Regions from separate parts of the Mus musculus genome. Here regions 2 and 3 are each linked to region 1. The links are chromatin contacts, called in public HiChIP or PLAC-seq and promoter capture Hi-C maps. All regions are on one chromosome and are shown on one strand. The core of a region is the stretch at or near the end of the contact, and the rest is flanking DNA. Distances in the headings are between cores, read along the strand shown.

Region 1 (2,700 bases), core at 65-2,564:
AATATCAGCCCTGAGGACTGTCCAGGACCAGTCCTTTATCACAATTACTCACTCAGTCCCGTTGGCTTTTCCAGGAAGATGGAACTGATTAAGCAATGTTAATTGAATCATAAGTAATCAACATGGGGGAAAAATTACATAACCAGCTTCAAAATTGTGAATCAAACATGGCAAATTCCCAGGAAAATAGCTATTTTATCGCCCCCCCCTTACCTTTCACCTCAAAAATAAACACAGAGAAATCTATACCTTGGACGATTAAACAAAACTACGAACTACACATTTCATTGCCTGGAAATGTTTATATTTTGTACAAAGTTTTTCAGTTCATAGTTTTAATTATGTAGCCCAGGCTGGCCTGGAACTCACAATCCTCCTGCCTCAGCCTCTTGAGTACTGGGATCAATTCGTATGCTTTTAACCTAATTTGAGAGAGTTTAGAACTCATCCTGTCAGGGGTGCTGAAAGACAAATGTATCATTAATTGATCAGTGAAGGTAAGACTATGACAACTGCATTTTTTGTTTTTTGTTTTTTACTTGCTGTCTCCCTTCTTTCCTTCTCTCCTTCAGACACAGCCTAAATACATAGTGATATTTCAGCCATGAGGCTGTATCCACTTTGGTACATGCTTAGGAAATCAAGACCATGCCCAAATCCTCTGTGGCTTCCTGATCCTACAGGGAACACATTAACATATTAGGTAGGCTGACTATATTCAAAACCTGCTTTCTAAACAATTACATGTTGGGTCATCATTAGAATGCGGGTCACCAAGGGGAACCCTCACTACAATGTGCAGATACTGGTGTTATTTATTTAATTAGTTAATTTAAAGATCGCTGTGAAGTTTAAAGGTCTGGGCTTTCCACCTACGCAGAATCCAATAGGTGAATCCACCTGGTGGCCCCAGCCACATGAAAGCAGTGTAACTCAGGGGGCATTCACTCGGCACTTCTCTGCGAACCAGCCAGCCCCGCGGACAGACGTGAATCTACCCTAGGTGCCTTAGAAAGGCAGAAGATAGAAACCTGTGCGCAGTCAGATAGGTTGTGACAAGCCGCATACCTGCAATGACGAGATGGAAGCCTCCTCCTCGGTTCCCTTGTGTGTCTCCCTGTCCCTCTCCTCTCTGTGAATGACAGGATCCACAGCGGGCTGTGCGCCGTATCGTCGGGGGCAGCCGCAGCCTGGTTCTGCAGGAGGCCTGGGAAGCAGCGAGGGTGTGCGGAGCGAGCGGAGCCCAGTGGAGCGCACAGAGGGCGGAGCGCGTCCCAGCCGCGCCTGCAGATGTGGAAGGAGCTGGAGACAGCACTGAGTCCTCTAGGCGCTGCATGGGGATATTATCACAGGCTGGAGTTTCTATTGGCTCAGAACACCAAACAAATCACACCAGTCACCCCTCCTTCTCGGGCTTCACTCAGCCCTCGCTTCTCATCTAACCCACAAATACTTCACACACACACACACACCCCAGTCGCTCTCTGTATTTCTCCCTTCCTCTTTGCAGACTGTGGATTTACAACCTTGTGGGCAGCTCTTAACATTTTGTTTAGCAGACTTCCAATCCAAACCTTGTCATGTAGAGAAATCCACCAGCCTCTTTACCCGCAAACCCCATTCACGCCTTCAGATCATTCTCTTTAGGGTGGACTCAAAATGTCAAGAGTATAGAAACACACACACACACACACACACACACACACACACACACACACACACACACACACACACACACACACACACGTACAAGCACACATGTGTGTGCACATGCACATAAAGCTAGGTTCCTTTTGTTTTTAATGACTGAGGCGGGTGAAATTGAAGGCAAGCTGATCCCATGGCCAAAAATGAGTTTAATTAATGATTAAAGTCTTGAATGAATTCAGCGCAAAGTATCCAACGTTTAGATTTATTTTCTTTTCCACATATCCTTATATTTTCCCGATATTTTGAACACAGAGATTTCCAATACGAATCAGGTTATTCAGCATCCAGAGAATATAGACCAATGTTCGCACACTTGGTCTGGACAGGATAGATCACTTCACTGTGATGTTCGCTGGATGCTGGCTTTTTCTCTGGGGGATTTTTGGTTTCCATTGGCCTCTTCAGCACTGAACCTCCATGAGTCTCAACTGACAAAGGCACCTGAGTGTAAACTCATCATCTGTATACATGCACAGAGGTAAACCTTTGATCCCATCAATGAAGAAATGGCCTAAGAAAATCCTGAGACCTTAGTTACTGAGCTGGGAAATTTCAAAGAAAATAAGATTTCACCTTATTTTTTTAAAAAACAGCCTACTATGGTCTTTCCTCAGTATATTTTATTGGTTTTCTTGGCAAAAGCTGTTGCTTCTGAAACCACAGAACTCCATTTTGATTTTTGCCTTGATGGTTTCTTTCCCAGAATTATCCTATTTTGCATGCCTTATTAAAACCCGACACTCTGGCTTCAGCCAACTCACAGCGCACCTAAGTTCAAAATCATAGAGAATAATATATATATATATATTTTACAATTTGCTGCTAACAAACATCTTGCCTGCTTTCTTTTCATATTTAAATCCATTCCAACAATGTGGAACTACAAAGCAGTTACTCAGAAGGGGCCAACCCAGAGTCAGCCGAGACATCCCAGATTCCTCAGGGGAAAGGACAGAGTAATAAGCAGCTGCTGAAGATAACACCAAGCAG
Region 2 (2,700 bases), core at 104-2,603, 570 kb after region 1:
GAGCCTCTAGTGAGAGCCTGGTAGTCCTGGGGGGAACAGACATCCGCCAACACACACACACACACACACACACACACACACACACACACACACCTTCATGTTCACAGTACCCAAACCACGGGAAGAATTCTTTCATTTCTGGGATGAGGAGAACACCAGACATGGAGTTTTTCTTTTTTAAAGAAATACAAAGGCAGAAGTTTACATCTGTAGTAGCCCCAGGAAATCTCAACAGACAACCTTCCAGTTCGAAATAGTCAGCTAGCTAAGGTTTTTGTGGACTTCATTTTGTGAATACTCTCTTTTTAAAAGTATTAGGTACTTACTTAAAAACCCCATGGTTGGCACTTCCCTAATACCCACTGTTCTCCCTGGATACTTGCTGCTCCACTTGATGCGGTTCTCCCCAAAGGGCAGAAAGCCAACACCCGCTGCAGCCCACTTTCTCCTAGTAGCCAGCTAGTTTCCCATGGCAGGCGCGACAGAGGCCCCTTCCCCACAAGTGTTCTTTTCAGGCACATGTTTGTTCTCCATTTCTTGGGCTCCCCACACAGCCTGGGCATACATAGGCTTTTCCACTTTCACCTGCTTTCACTGCCAGCCCATGGCTCCTCTGTGCTCCCACCTCGGTGCGCTAAGTCTGGACCTGATCCTGACTAATCTTTGGAAGAAAGCTTCCAAATTAGGTCCAAGCAACCCAAGGCTGATGGGAAGTCAAGCCTTGAGCAATCACCTGGCTCACCTCCGAGAGCAAGCTAACTGCACAAGCCTGGAACAATCAGCCAGAAGAGCAGAGAAATCTGGGTCCCAGCTCATCCTGCTCGGCCCTTGCTCTCGGAGGCAGCAAATGGCAGGCAGCCTTGCCCCTCATCCAGGCACTGGCCACACCGGGCAGCAGTTTCAGCACCGTGGACCGCGGCGTGCGCAGCGCCCCAGCCCGGCCGGCCGGGCGCGCCACTCATTGGGGACCGTGACTCCCGTCGTCGCAGGGCGAGGACCGGGTGCGGGACCAGGGGTCCCGGGGACTCCAGGTGGCGCCGCCTCCTCCCCTTCCGCTCCCTCCGGTTACCTCCTCGGCCAAGGTCACGGCCCCGCGGCTCCCCTCCGGGTGTGCTGAGGGCAGGCGCTGTCAGCTGGCTGCGAGCGGAGCTGCGAGGCAGGGCAGCCTCATCACACTCGCGCTGCTCAGGCCACCGCCACCCTCGCCGCGGTGCACAGGCGGCCCCGGCAGCCGCCGCTCGCGCCCGCTCCCCCGGGCCGCCTCGCTCGTTCCCTCCTCCGCTTCTCCTCCCGGGGACTGGGACCAGTCGAGCGCGCGCGGGAGTCGAGACGCCTGGCCCGTGCGCGCGCGACTGGGAGGAGGGAGGAGGCGACAGTCACGTGGGACAGGGACGCCCGAAGGTGCCGGCTCGGACGGGCTCGGCTTCGCCGCCGCCACACCCCTGGGTGTCCCCGGCCTCCCGACCCCGCAACCCCTCGGGAGCACAGGCCCTGTCCCCCGCGCTGGCAAGCCCACGCGCCGCCGCAGGCCTGGAGAGCCAAACTGAGCTAAGCAGGAGGAAGGGCTTGGCGGAGGGTGGGTGGATGGGTAGGTGGGTGAAAGGGTGGGTGAGTGGGTAAATGGATGAATGGATAAGGCCCCCTGCGGCTGGCAGGTCTGCATCGCGCTCCTGGCGACCCTGCTGGCAGAACTAGGGAAGCAAATGATTGATAATCCTTATGCTTAAGTAACAGCCCAGAGAGATGCTGGAATATCCCAGAAGTGAAAGCAATGGCCAGGACCAAATGACTCATTGGCAGGCCCCCTTCCTCACTCCAGCCTGTTTGCCCATGACTTTCACTGCCTCCTATTAAGTTGGAAATACCGGGAAGGAATTTGGAGGCCTCTACCAAAAGCGAACAATCTCACCACCTGTGACATTGAAGGCCCATGGCTGATGTCTGGCTGGTCTAACCTACTGGGCTCAGAGAAACTTGTCTTTAGTCCTTGTCCTCTACTGGGGTTCACAGAATCACAAAGGGTCTGGGGTTGCTGATACCCCGAACCCCAGAAATTCTTCAGGTTTCCGGCACTAATTTTTCAAGGACTGGGAAGACATTAAAGAAAAAAGTTTTTGTCCTCGTGAAATGTACCCAGCTTTCTGGGACATTAGGAAGTTGTGGGAATCTGAACATCTGAGAAGGCTTCCTCTATAGGACTGAGGATAAAGACGATTTAGCCAGTGTGATTTGTGTGTGTAGGCGGACTAAACCTAAGGCCCCTGCCAATGAGCTGCATCCCATTCACAACCCTCTCTACCAGCACCTTCGTTTGTTTGTTTGTTTGTTTGTTTGTTTTTCACTTTTGAGACAGCGTCCAACCAGGCTGGTCTTAAACTCAGTTTAGCCCAAACAGACCTTAAATTCAACATTCTCCTGCCTCAGCCTTCCAAACAGCTGGGATTACAAACCGGTGGCACCAGAATTGGCTATCCAGTGCCATCTGTGGCTGCTTCTCCAAGCAGGGTAAACCTTAATATAACTGCTATCCAAATATCTGTGGGTACCAGTCACGTTTCCAGCCTCACCCAGGCTCTTTCAGGTGTCATTCAAAGTAGCATTTATCTATCCGTACCCATGTTCTAAATACTACAGGATCACGTTCCCAGGCCAGGTTACCCACAGCCATGTCTGACTTCTCTCCCTACTTTCCATCAATTT
Region 3 (2,700 bases), core at 153-2,652, 960 kb after region 1:
CATGGGCAGGGAAGATTCTTATTTTAAAAGATCCTGACAGAATGTAAAAGGTCACAGAAGCCCTGAAATTGGCAAGATTGATGTCACTGTTAGCAGAACTAGCTTCACTGATTTAGAAAAAATAGAGGTGCACAATGCTCTGGCCACTCCTTGAACCTGTGTGTCTGCCAATGTTTTGACCATTCCTTGAACCCATGTGTGTGCCCACTGCTGCACCTCACTGCCAGGTGTTTGTGATATTGGTTGCTGGGAGAGTCAGAAAATCTCCCCAGCAACCACAGCCCAGCCAATCCGGAGTTGCTACACCTGCACCAGACTCTTTCCTTGTACCCCTCCCATACCCATTTCTTGAGAATAGACATTGTTTAGATCTGGAAATCCCCTACTCCCCCCTTCTCCTTCCCCCCAGGGCCTATAAAAACTGAGACCCCTTTCCCCTCAGGGTCGACTCCTCTACTCCTGCGTGGGATGTGAGTCGTCCCCAGAGCTCTAGCTTTCCCCGAATAAAGCCTCATGTGGTTTGCATCAAGCTTGGTCTCTCATGAGTTCTTGGGTGTCCGCTATTGTCCTGAGGCCTGAGCGAGGGGCTCCTCTCGGAGTCTTTCAATTTCACACTTAGATAGCTTCAGTCAGAGGAGTCTGCTGGGGCAAAGACAGTAAGAGACTAAATTATGTACAGTCCGGCTGTGTGACTTCTAAAATTAGTAAGTTTTTAAAAGTCCATTAAGAAGAGAAACTAGAGGGGTTTTCTTTCCTTGATAACACTAGGAAATGTGACCCAATACAACCAACAATATACAGGGTTTAATAACTTGAACCATTGGGCCATTTTGTTTCTTAGTTATAAGGATAACATTTTCCCAACTCGTATCAGGGATAAAGCCATATAATGAATAAAGTGGGTAAGCGCAGACTATAATCAAACTATAGCAACATGAAAGCTTTGTACAAAACTTCAATTTGCATAGAGGTGAGGATGTTTCGGAGACGAAAGACTGTGGTGTTGGCCTGGAATTAAGCAACTATGAACTGGGCTCCTTTTCCGGGTTTAAAATAACAAAATATGTTTGACTCCAAGTTGGGAGTTCTTTAGCACGCATGTACCTGGATCCAGTGGCTTGGTCAAGGGAGAACTACAACTCCCAGCAGCACCGGCGAGAGCGCAACTTCCGGGCCTAGAGTTTCTCTTGCCCCCTCCCTTACCACCACCCCACTTCTCTCACAAACAAGCCGACTTTTCGCTTCTAGCGTCGCCGAGTTCGAGATGGCATTGGCCATTGGCGGCGGACTTCCTACCTTGCAAGGAAGGGCTCAGGACTCGGCTAAGAGGAAAGTCGGGTCATAGAAAGCGGGAGGTGGAGGCTGCGGCTCAGGACGCCCAGGGACGTCATGTCCGCTGGGCGGGGCTTCCCGATCCCGCGCAAATCGAAAGGTCCATGGCTGCGCTTGCAGCAGCCGCTCGCCGCCGTTCTGAACCCCAGGTGAGCGAGCGAGCCCCTATGCGGGCGGCCGGGCGGTCACTGGAGCAGCGGGCCGTGTGGAGGAAAGTGGGGTCCCCATGACTCTGATCCACGTGCCTTCTGCCCCTCGGCGCGAAACCCGGATCTCCGGGAAGTGAGCGGGAGCGTGGAGCGCCTGCAGGCGACTGCCTCGGCCTCCGGGTCTCCCGCTTTCCGCAGAGGCGGGCTGACGTGTGTCCTTACCAACACTCGTACCTAGCGATGAATTCCCTTTGTATATGCTCTCTCCTGTGCAGGTTTGAGGAGCCACGGCGCCTGGAATGGACTTGTGTGCTATGCCTGTTCGTTCGGGAGACGGGACTAAGGTGAAGCCGCTGCTGCTGTTACCTCGGGTACCACCGGCGACCTTCTGGTGTTGATGCGCCACATGGCACTCAGTCACTTCTATACTAAAGAGGAAATATTTATTCGAGATTTAGTTGGCCTAGAAGAAAGAAACTTAAGGAAATTTCACGAAATGTAATTATGTCCCTCCCCCACCCCAACCCCCCCCCCCCCCAGCATGCACGAAATCATGTTTTAGAGACGTTGTCTTTTAAACGTAGTGGACTCGTTTTACACAGACCCACCTGCACCCAAATTGGCTGATGTTTAAAATTACGGGTTCATGCCCCCCTTTAGGGATTCATAGTTAATGGGCATGACCTTAAAGGTAAATGAATCTCTCAAGTGTCAGGGCTGCTAGCTAAGGGCATGGCCACTTTCCTGTGGTGTCAACAGGGCACCTCTGGCTTATCCCATAGTCTTTAAGAACATGATCTTAGGTCTGTTGAATCAGGTGCCTGTCCCTGTGACCTCACTGCTGAGAGAGGGGAAGGTAAGAGTGGAAAATCCCAGAGAGCTCAGCCTAAGACCTAACTAGCCTGGTGGACGCAGCTCAAACAAACAAGGTGGACTGCCTTTCACATCCTCCGATTCAAACTCCATCACGCATGCATCATACACAGAAAGAATAGTTGCAGAGGGTAATAGCCTTTGCTCTTGCAACCATGAGGACCTAAGTTAGAATCCTCCCCCCAGCCCCCTCCCCATTAAAACCCCCTGTGCCTGAGCCTGCTGGTAACTGCAGAGATTGGGAGGCAGAGGTGGCAGATCCCAAGACCTCATTGGGCCTAGTTGGTTCCGTAACACCCTGCCTCAAGGTGATAGACAGGTAGCAATAGAGGAAGACACCCAATGC

What was found. HiChIP or PLAC-seq counts read pairs in DNA pulled down with a chosen protein or histone mark. Capture Hi-C pulls out chosen DNA fragments and counts their contacts.
Region 2: a promoter capture Hi-C map of liver shows a contact between it and region 1, with 2.4 times the contacts expected there. The contact joins the promoter of Rgs7 here to the promoter of Grem2 in region 1. A contact is called at or near these places in 5 of 39 promoter capture datasets (embryonic stem cells, hippocampal neurons, liver and 2 more) and 1 of 9 other capture datasets (liver).
Region 3: a contact with region 1 is called in an H3K27ac HiChIP or PLAC-seq map of trophoblast stem cells, with 6 times the contacts expected there. The contact joins the promoter of Exo1 here to the promoter of Grem2 in region 1. A contact is called at or near these places in 8 of 39 promoter capture datasets (the 3T3-L1 cell line, 3T3-L1-derived adipocytes, frontonasal cranial neural crest and 4 more) and 1 of 115 datasets of contacts at active chromatin or transcription factors (trophoblast stem cells).

Annotation. Positions count from the first base shown.
Region 1 is chr1:174,920,505-174,923,204 of GRCm38.p6, forward strand. Grem2 (gremlin 2, DAN family BMP antagonist) reads right to left here and starts at 1,315. Exons shown (of 2, transcript NM_011825.1): 1 at 1,069-1,315.
Region 2 is chr1:175,491,192-175,493,891 of GRCm38.p6, forward strand. Rgs7 (regulator of G protein signaling 7) reads right to left here and starts at 1,354. Exons shown (of 18, transcript NM_001347195.1): 1 at 1,070-1,354.
Region 3 is chr1:175,879,376-175,882,075 of GRCm38.p6, forward strand. Exo1 (exonuclease 1) reads left to right here and starts at 1,403. Exons shown (of 15, transcript NM_012012.4): 1 at 1,403-1,481; 2 at 1,757-1,825. It overlaps Gm36360 (a long non-coding RNA gene), which reads right to left and starts at 1,380. Exons shown (of 3, transcript XR_373723.2): 1 at 1,297-1,380.